Linked DNA regions of Anas platyrhynchos: region 2 is linked to region 1. The links are chromatin contacts, called in public Hi-C maps. All regions are on one chromosome and are shown on one strand. The core of a region is the stretch at or near the end of the contact, and the rest is flanking DNA. Distances in the headings are between cores, read along the strand shown. Region 1 overlaps APLP2 (amyloid beta precursor like protein 2). Region 2 holds the start of APLP2 (amyloid beta precursor like protein 2).

The links. Hi-C and Micro-C count contacts between places; a contact is called where the count stands out from the background.
Region 2: a contact with region 1 is called in a Hi-C map of subcutaneous adipose tissue, with 1.9 times the contacts expected there. The contact joins the promoter of APLP2 here to the enhancer-like site in region 1. A contact is called at or near these places in 4 of 8 Hi-C or Micro-C datasets (F5 follicle, liver, skeletal muscle and 1 more).

The regions. Positions count from the first base shown.
Region 1 is chr25:4,357,240-4,362,507 of IASCAAS_PekinDuck_T2T, forward strand. APLP2 (amyloid beta precursor like protein 2) reads right to left here. Exons shown (of 18, transcript XM_027444200.3): 7 at 5,002-5,169; 8 at 2,846-2,961; 9 at 2,546-2,620; 10 at 1,225-1,383; 11 at 715-843. Among named protein-coding and RNA genes, the nearest start is that of APLP2, 35 kb to the right of the region's middle. Within about 2 kb of position 2,247, at least 2 of the 8 cell types and tissues checked have an H3K27ac peak or open chromatin away from gene starts, as enhancers often do. A contact at or near this core is called in F5 follicle and subcutaneous adipose tissue, where this site is marked.
Region 2 is chr25:4,392,529-4,397,796 of IASCAAS_PekinDuck_T2T, forward strand. APLP2 (amyloid beta precursor like protein 2) reads right to left here and starts at 2,473. Exons shown (of 18, transcript XM_027444200.3): 1 at 2,313-2,473. The coding sequence starts at 2,393.

The DNA.
Region 1 (5,268 bases), core at 997-3,496:
TGACACCCATTTGAAGCAGCATATTCACATACGCTATCCAGAAGAAGGAAAGTGACTTATTGGCTATTCAGGAGTAAAATGTAATGCAACAAGACAAAATAAACTCGTCAAAACAGACCTTTGAATAAAGCTAGGAATGATGATAAACTGCTTGGCAAGGGTTATGCATGGAAACAAGGCAAGAACTCTGCAGAGGCACAAGAGAATTCCCACATACCCAAAATACAGTTATCATGAAGAACAGAGCTAATGAAATTTAGACAGAAGGCCTTGAAAGAAATGAAAGACAGAAGGTCTTGAAAAGGTCATTTAGACAGAAGGTCCTGAAAGAAATTAAAGTGTGTTCAAAGATGACCAAGTCCCCAGCAAATATTTTCATGGATGCTCGACAAAAGGAAACACAAAAGTGACACCAAACTAGTTCTAATCCCTGGACTTGCTACTGTGAGCAGCAATAATCCACAGCTGAAACCAGATGTTCCAACGCAGTATCTCAATCCTCAGATTTTTAACACTGAGTCATGTACCAAGGAAAATGGTACAGAGTATCTGGTGACAGGCAATATGCAGACAGAATGGGAGATCTCTACACAAGTATGTCAAGTTGCTATAGTACCCAGCAAATTAGTGTAAGGACTTGACACACGCCTTCTAGGGTCTCTGAGAGCCACTGCTGGATAACAATGCCTCTCTTGATAGAAACCATTCTCATACCTGAGATTTCATCTGTGCAGCCTTTTCTGGGTCAACTGCCAGGACGTGCTGGTAATGGCGGATGGTGTGCAGCCGGTCCTTGTTCTCAGCACGAACATAGCGCTTCAGAGCTTGCAGGATGCGGTGGGGCTGTAGGATTTAGGGAAGGAGTTCAAATCCATTTGATTCAAATAAAAATCACAACTGAAATACAGCACTTGAGACATAAGCCTGCTTTGCTACTGGACAGATTTGTGCTAACCTCTTACGTAATTTCCCTTTACCCTAAGCCCGTTTGACTCAGAACACTGTGCCCTGTGAGCACTACACAAAGTGGAGGGATTTTAAACAGACAAAGTAGAGTGAGTCAATTAGGAGACCCACTGCTTGTTCAGCAGGAACAGCCATGATGGGAAAAAGCTTTACTGGGAACCTATTCCCAGCTCCTTCCCCAGCAGGCCACAGTCAGTTTTCTCACCAAGCCATTCCCAGCACTACCCCATTGTAAAATACCCATGCAAAGGAACTCACCCGTGGTGGGTCAGCCTGCAGGGCAGCCAGGTAGTTCTCCAGAGCAATCCGACGCCGATCATTCAGCATGGCTTCCACACGAGCCAGGTGAGTCTCCACAAGCTGCTGCTTCTCACTTGCTGCCTCTTTCTCCAGAGATTTAACCATTGCCTGGAAGTGCTGGAATAGGGAACAGTCTGAATGAAACACTGTATGCGTCAGTATCTCTCACTCATGGACCTCCTTAGAATAAATGGAGTCTGTCACATTGCACATCTGAGACGTTTAGAGAGGCGAACTGACAGATGCTGATGCAGATTTCACATTTGCAAATTAAATAATGACAATTTACCTTCCAAACTTCCTTCACAATCCATTTCAAAGATCTGAAGAAGGCATATGGCCCTTGCAGATAAAGATCATTTTTGAGGTAGGAAACCCAAACTGTGCTGAATGAATGCCACAGTATTAACTCTTGCCCTCAACTTTGTAAAACATGAACAAGATAGCTCCCTTCACCCTACAGACATTAATCTGAATTCGCAGATGGGTCTTTTCATCAGCATTCCTTCAGATCAAATCTCTATATATGCTATTAGAAAGGTCATAACGAGCATCTCCAAACAAACTACAAGAATCCATTAAGTGCTGCTGTATTTCATCAGACAATGGAAAACTCTTTTTGACTTGTACAGATTTCAAAAGGTAGCTTATGCTAATTAATGTAGAGAGAAAACTGTGTTCCAGGATAAAATCCAAAGTGAGCTTATGAACTGGAGTCAGTCACTTAGCTGTATACTGGTTTGAGAGAACTTCACCTGTTTGTCACGGCCTCTAACAATCCCATACAAAGCATATCCCTGATTAACTTCATAGTCTAACTGAACTCTAATCATAAGACAGAAGATTGGCATTTTGGCAGCAAACCAGCTTTATCTGCTGTCTAAGTGGTTTTCACTAAGTCTGCCCAAACAGGAAATGTGTGTCCAGAGAGTCAGGGCCAATCTGAACTGGGCTGGGAGGCCACTGGTTAGTGCAATGCAGGCCAAAGGTCTAAGGTTACAGTTTGGCTCTGCTGTTGCTAGGCTCAGGAGATGAGATAGCTTCCTACTACTTGGCTTGGGAAAGGACCTGGCACAGTATCAGATCATCTCCAGCTTTAAGAACAAAACATGCAATTCAATCAAATCTCCTCTAAAAGGCAACTGCTGACAGAAGAGGAAATATATTCTTCCATTTCAGTCATCTTTTAGCTTAGAATACGAGCATCTCTCATTTAGTTTATTGACAAGATGAAGGCCAAGAACCAGTAGCTTTTTTCTTTAGGTCCTTCAACTCCTACCTGAATGAGAGTCTGTCTTTCTGCCTTGGGGAGATTTACGGCTTGGTGTTCTGCTTCTTCCCATTCCTTCTTCACCTGGACAAGAAAAGGACAGAACATATCACCACAACACAAATTTATGTCCGATTTTTGGAGAAGTGAAAATCTAACTGCCACGGCGTGGTTATGTTGTAAGAAACTCAGAGAAGTTGGTGACTGGAAAGAAAAGACATTTTGCCACCAATTTGTCCGTAAGAACATGGGCAGCAACTATGCAGGGCAGAGAAAAAAAAAAAAAAAAGGCTAAAGCTGGATACTCACCCTGTCCATGCGGTTGTGGTGTCTGACCTCCAGCTGCTCCTTTGCCTTCTGGAAGCGAGCATGTTCGTTGTCATCAGCGGGGGTTTCAAAGTACACATCCACATCATCAGTTGGCACTGCAAAGAGAGGGTACGGGTAAGTGGGGGCTCAGAAATCTGTGGTCCTGGATTGTGAGAGACAGGTAGGGAGAGGAATCTCCATGCCTGCAGCATTAACAATCTGGCAGGCTGAGCTTACTGAACCACCACCTACCAAGAGTCCATTTTTGTATCTCTAAGCTGCCAATTTACTGCACAACACCAGTTAGTTACATCATCCCAAACACAGTAATGCACTGCGGCAACCAGCACCTGTTCAGTCTTCTCATTAGTTCTGAGACGAGCATTATTCAGCTCCAGCAACAGAATGACTCGGATTGCAGAATAAAGAACTTTTATTTTTTTTCCTCTTCCCTTTCACATTGGCTTTGGATAGTTTAAATGACATTTTGTGCATTAGCTGTTCACTGACAAGCTGGCTCCAGACATCATTAATGTGATTAGGGAGCTTGACAATAAATCTGCACAAAACACTACCCAATATTTTACACTTCAAACCTACCTTCTCTACCAGATGCACCATACAGAACTAACAGGCAATGATATTAGACAAGACAGCAACAGGAGGAGGCTCAGTGAGACAAATTGACTTGTCCAATAATCTGGACGGCTTGTATCTTTAAGACATTCAAATCCAACAAGGGGAGAAATAAAATTTTAGAACTGACAGTTACAAGCGCCTGCGAAATCCACAACAGGAGGTCTGTGCTCCACACGCTGCCGTTCGAGAAAAGCTGAACCAAGGTTCTGTGCTACACTACACACCGCAGAGCTCTTTCTCAAAGGATCTGTGGCAAACAGGATGCACTCTGTTACTGCCCTTTAACAGAAAGGGAAAATTAAGGCAACCCTTCAAACATTTTATTAATTTGGATAGATAAAATCTGCGACATCACTGAAAGGCAGAATGTTTCAGAGAAAAAAAATTCTTTATGCTTTAGCATGAATGAAGGCTAAGAGTTTAGCCCTGGAACCCACAATCCTCTGTCCTAACTAGGGAAGGAGGAGTGGAAAAGGGGAAAGAATTACCGCATGAAATACTGGCGACATACAACATAGGCATTATTGTTGTGCGCAAGAACAATGACAGACCAGCACTGTACTCTGGGCCTACTCATGGCAGTTCTGAACCAGGCTTTGACACAGAGAACTCTTTCCAGCCCCAAATCCCTCTGTAACAGGACAAACTTTTGTACAAAAAGCTCCTGACATCCGCATCTTTTATTTCATCACTTCAGTTAGATCAGCCCAATCTAAAGCACTTGCATGAAGCCCATTTTGTAAACAGGATTATGGCTGTATAGTCAGACTGCCAAGCCCCAGATAACACAAAAAGCCTTTCAAAAGGCTTTAATGGTAGCTGAAGTGGAAGTGCTGGAGTTCAACAATAAGATTAATAAGGAGGTTAAAATGTTTTTGGTAGTTTTATCATCTGACATAAAAGCCAGTTGAAATTGGTGCCAAAAACCTCAAGCTCTCAAAAATGCAGGGATTGAGTCACGATTCATATTTCAAACTGAGCTGAAAGTGGGAATCTGAATTCTATACTACTTCACTGATGTTTGCCCAAAATATAATAGCAAGAGAACGCCTACTACCAGGAGAATGGCGAGTAGCAGCTTGCTTTTCAGGACTGACTAGTCAAACACATGCACAGTAATATAACTGGGGAAAGCAAGTGCTTTCTTCCACATACTTGGGGGGAAAAAAAAAAAGCCAGTTACACAAAGAGGCAAGCTACATGTTTTCATAACAAGAGGGTAGAGACAGCCCCCGGTCCCTGCGATAAATCCAGAAGATAACTAAGCCCTCGGTAAGAGCTGCAAACCAACCGTGAGCACAGAAAGAATACATCCAGAGCCACCTTCCCCAGGAAAGTCAAACCTAAAGACCTCGAGAAGCAGAGACAAGAGGAGACTGCTGCAAAAGGACAGACACCAGAACCAAAAGGATGGGCTACACACGTATCCTCTCTTGACCCAGGCAAGGAGGAGGAGACACCAAACGCCAGACAGACAGTGGCTAGCTGCAAAAGGGCCAGTGGGAGGCAGGACTTACTCATCTTTTTACACACAGCCATACAATACTCCTCTGACTCAAAATTGTTCCTGTTGCCTCCGCAGCCTCCATATATAAAGCGAATGCACTTTCTCTTGTTAGGGTCGAAGTACCAACGAGGCATCACAGCCCGGCAGGGCCCTGTCATCGCCTCCTGGGAGCAGACAGCTGTGTGGAGACGGGTTAGAACATGAGCTAGTGAGGAGCACAGGCCTCGCCAAGCGACTTACAAAGCAGTGGTGGCTCTAGTTCACACCTTCCTCTGGG
Region 2 (5,268 bases), core at 1,223-3,722, 36 kb after region 1:
AGAGGCAGTATCAAGTCTGCATTGCTGAGATTCGATTACACAAAAAGGTCAAGTGATAAAAAAGAAACTTTGCATCTTTAAAGGCCTTGAGGGCACAGCAGAAGTAGTTTATCATTGGAATACAGATCAAATTAGAATAGATTTATTTTCTTTTGTCAGTCAGCATCAGTGAACTATTTGAAGTTCTCTCAGATTTCACAAGCAAAACACAGCAGTCACTGAATTCAAATACATCCTTAGGACACGCATTGCTCTGGGAAGAAAAACCCATTATTCTGCTGGGTGTCCATGCTTTCTCTGAGCTCTTATATTCAAATTCATTTGAAGAAAGGCTGTCAGAGGTTATCTGCCAGCACCACGATCTGAAAGGGAGACGGTCACCAGTGACAAGCCCCAGTAAACGCCCTATTCAAAGGTTCATCCATCAGTAATTAAAAAAATAAATAAATCTGCCACTCGCCTTCCCCCATACATGGAAGAAAGAAAAACAAATTGTAGTCGATAAGAAGATTACCGGGTGTTCCAGGGACAGGGACTGGTAGCTAAGATAATCGAGCAAAAGAAAATCCACCTAATGGGACCGTGCCAATTCAACTGAACTAATAAATACAGACAATGCTACGTATTTTCCTTAACTCTAGTACACTTTCAAATGTCTTTTTGTTTTTTAATCAACCACTTATACATTTTTCATCACATTACCTGGTATCCTCCAGTAATGATGATGAAAACAAGAACAATAACCATTTCACTTCCTAAGCTCTGCGTCAAGATAACATTCTGGAAAAAATTTGGCAGCAAGAAAGACTCGAGAGCTGCAGCTCCCCACGGGCAAGACAACGGTAGAGGATGCAGTTAAAAAAAAAAAAAAAGAATTAAAATGTCACGACTGACATTTTGTGTCAGCCGACCAAGGAGGCTGTCATGCCTTTGGAGGATGCGGATTCTGCGGCAGCAGCAGCTCGCGCACGCACCTCCGAACGCCGACAGCCCGCCGCACCAGCGCAGCCCCAGCCTGGCGCTGATCTGTGTCAGCACACGCCGGCCTGCCGCAGCCTGGGAGCAAATCCACAGCCCCCGAAACCAGCCCTGCTACAGGCACGGCGATCCGCTGAGGAAGGAGGCAGGAACCATTCCGGGCGCATCCTCTTCCAGCAGCTCAGCGCCCCAAGCCGTGGGGCTGCCAGGTGGGTGACACCGGTGCGCTCCCCTCGGTGCCAAAACCTTCGCTAATCCCATTCTGAATGCCGGGCTCTGCTTCTTCAGCTGGACGCAAGGCTTCAGAATAAAATTACGGCTAGGTTTGTTTCCTGAGGAGGAAGTCGGCTTTTTGAAAGGCAAGTCCGTGAGCAACTGCAGCCTCCAGAAGGGATGTGCCACAAGCAGCTGAATTTGCCTCGGATATGCCAGAGGAAGTGACCTACAGCTGGAGGAGTTTCTCAACAGGTGCAGGAGATCAGATTAGCGTGGTCACCACCCAGCAGCCAGGACAGTCCCCCGCCACCAAGGCAGGAGCACGAAACCTGACCGTGCCATCAGCTGGGGTCCCTCAGCCCAGTCCTGCTGAGCCTCGGCACCTTCCCTGCAGGATAACCCCAGCGCAACTTTTTCCCCATAGGATTATTGCCTCGTTCCACCAATTTACAGCAATCTAACAGAAACACCGGTAAAAATTCTGTGGAATACAATTCCCTGGCAATGGCTGAATAAGAGGGCAGGGCAGAAGTCCTGGACTAATTCCACACAAGACACAAAAACATTAACGGGCTGTGCTTATCGCAGGTTAACAACCAGCAGCTTGGGGCTCGCAATTTTTGCATGGCACGCGGGCAGATGCTGTGCTGAACCAAGCCCGGAACACTTCAACTGCCAAACCCAGCCACCCACAGCACCACAACCCGTCCCCCACCCCTCCCTGAGCACCCCGAGCCCCGCAGGACCTTGTGGCAGCTCAGCCTCCCCGAACAGCGCCCAGGCGGGGTTTGTTGAGCTCCCCTTACCCCCAGCGCACACTTTGCTCTTTGTTTTACACAGATCGCAGCCCCCAGGTTTTGGGGAAGGGCCGGGATTCCTCACCCCCCCCCCCCCACCGCGTGCAGGTAGATAATGTTAAGTTTTAATTTCTAAAGGAGCTTCCCTCCCTTAACCACCTCTACGCGTGAAGCTGCATTGATGCGAGCAGCCGGAGCAGGAGCACCTCCAGCACGCCCTTTAAGCCCAAAGATCGCCCCAGCCGCACGCTGACTGCGCACACCGGGGGCTCCCCCGCCCCAACCCGTTCCTCCCCCGACCCCGCCGCCCCCCGGACCCACCTCGATGTAGCCGGCCAGCGCGGCGGCGGGGCCGGCGAGCCCCAGCAGGAGCAGGAGGGGGAAGCGCCGCGCCGAGCCCATCGCCGCCGCCAGCCGCCGCCCGCCACCGCCGCCGCCCCGGCGCTACTGCGGCCGCCGCGCCCCCCCCGCGGGACCCGCCTCGCCAGGCCCCGCCCCCTGCCGCCGAGCCCCGCCCCTGCCGCGCCGCCCGGCCTATCGCAGGGAGAGGCGCCGAAGCGCCGGCCAATGGGCGCGGGGCGGAGAATGGGCCATATGCTTGGGGGAGGAGGGGGCGGAGCCGCGCTGGGATCAGCCAATAGGAGGGGGAGGCGCCGGGTGGGGGCTCCGCCCACGGGGGGAGCGCTGCTGTGGGGCCCGGGGGGAAAATGGCGGCCGGAAGGCCCCGAGGCGGCCCTGGCGGCGCGGCGCCCTGTGGGGCCGGCGGGGCGCGGCCGGGCGGCCTCGGGCCTCATGGTGCCTGCCCAGCGCCACAGCGAGGAGCACGAGGGCAATGGGGAGGCGTCCTCGTTTAAAAATAATAAAAAATAATCAAAAGCAGGGAGCCTGGGCTCACAAAGCCAACTCTGCGTCCCTCTGTGTCCCCTCACAAACACACTCAACACTGGGCACCTCCATTCTCCACCATAACAAAATGACACTTAACATCTTTTTTCCCTTTTTTTCCACTCTTTAATAAAAATACAGCCAAGACAGCGCTATGAGGTGGCTCCATCCCAGCAGCCACCCCAACAGGAGCTGGCGCTCGCGTGCCCACACCCCGAGAGGCTGGCGCTACCTGCAGAGATCACCACCGCACGTGCTGCTGCCTGCTTCTGTACACACCATAAAGCCCTGGGTAAACTTTAATAATGACAGGTGCTTATCCCAGCGATACATCACCTGCTGCTCCTGCGCCACTTGCTGCAAAGCGGCTTTGCCTCCTGTTCCTTTTGAGCGACTGGAGCGCGTGAGCGGTGCCTCTCGGTGCAGATGTTGTGCCACAGCTGGTGCCACAATTTAAGGACGTTTCTGCCTTTAAAACCCATCATACCGCATTTGCATCGCCTGCTTGAATTTCACCACGTTACTTATAAAAAGAAATCTAAGCAAACTGAATCAAGCCCTTCAGGAACAAACCACAGATACCAAGCACAGCTGCTGATACAGAAGCCTTTACATTCCAGTGCAAAGCATTTATCAGTCCCTTTTCAGTAGCTCTTTGGCTTCCACAACAGGAACATACCTCAATTCACGGAGGACAAATGCCCACCTTCAACATGTAACTACTAAAGCTCCTACTGGTTTCAAAGGCAAGAGCAGTGTTTAGGTAATATGACACCTTTAAAAAAAATGATCTAACCCAATACATTTTAGACTTGGCATTCTTTAAGCAGTAACAATCACGGAATCCATTATAATTATGTCTGGAAAGGAATATTCTATAGAATCTGTAGATTCACTCTTTGTATCAGAATACATATGCCACTTAGATACCGTGGAAGAAAGATTTCTGTACAAAATGTCGCATAGTTATAAAACATTTACATTCCCAACTTCCGTATTCTTTAGTGTCTCTCACAAGTGCTATTTTCTGAAATGGTTGAAGGGAATATTGCTGAAACGTTGCAGATGGGGGTAAATCTGGACGATAGATCAATACATGGCCCAGTTTTAATTAAAACAGCTGACTGGTCCACTAGTCACTTATTATAGTCTCTTTTTTATAGTATTTGAAAGCCTTTAAATCTCTTTTATTGCAGTCCTTTGGCGTATATAATTTTATTTTCAACATGGCCAAATTCAGTTGGAAAATGGAGTTAGAGTTTTTTGAAAATTGATACATTTTAATGTAAATATTTTATTGTGCAATATAAATACACCAGTAAATAACTGAGAATATTGGGAGTTAAGCTAAAAAAAAAAGTAAAAGAAGGTACTTTTCTTTCTCCCCAGGCCAAAAAGTACAAGCTAGTTATAAATCTTTGGATAGAGGCTTTCATTCTTGGTTTAATTTACACAGCACTTAGAGTGCTATATAAATTAATACACTTTTAATACTTAGTATTTACATAGCACTTGGTGAATATTAATGCTCACAACACCTCTGTGATCTAGCGTATTTTGCAGATGTCAGAAAGACTGCAAAAAAATAGGGCTTGTTAATTGTTAGAGTATGTAGTGGCATGATTCTTGGAGTACAGCAGAAACTGAAGCAATTGGCTGCAGGTTACTAAGTACCTCTAGAAATAAGTCACAAATGTCTAAGCCCAGAGGCATACAAAGTATGAGGGTCCTCACGAGACCGAATTTCAATTGCCATGTGTTACCCACGTGAGAAATCAGAACAATGGTCCAACTTGAATATACTTAAGTCTTTTATCTCAAGCTATTCGGCCACCTATAAAACTATTGTACAACAATGGCTATTAACACACACACACACACACACAAAAAGCAGCATCCACATACACAGACATACCAAATACTTGATCCACTTTAGAGTATTTTTTATTTTATTTTTTTTTATTGAGACAATCTTGATTAGAACAGCATTATCCTCATTTTTCCCTGACAAGCCATTGGAATCTGGTGACTTATATGGAAGTCTCACAGATAAGCATGAGGTACGAACTCAGCTTAACTTCTCACCTTTAGTAACAAATCCACCTACTAGTACTACACTGCAGACACACCAATGTGTAAGAGCTGAAGTCCTATCACAGGGCTGGAACACAGCATATTCTGGTTCAAAAGCAAGACCATCAGCGCTCAGCGTACTACCTAAAAAACATGCAACAAATTTAATTTGAACTCATTAAGACTAATTGATTCCCCTTCACGTGGAAATCAGACCTCCACAGAAAAGTTTTAAACCAGGAGATCTTGTTCTATCTTTCGTGGTCATTAGGAGCTCTGAATATAACTGAATTTACATGACTGCTGGAGGGCAAGGAGA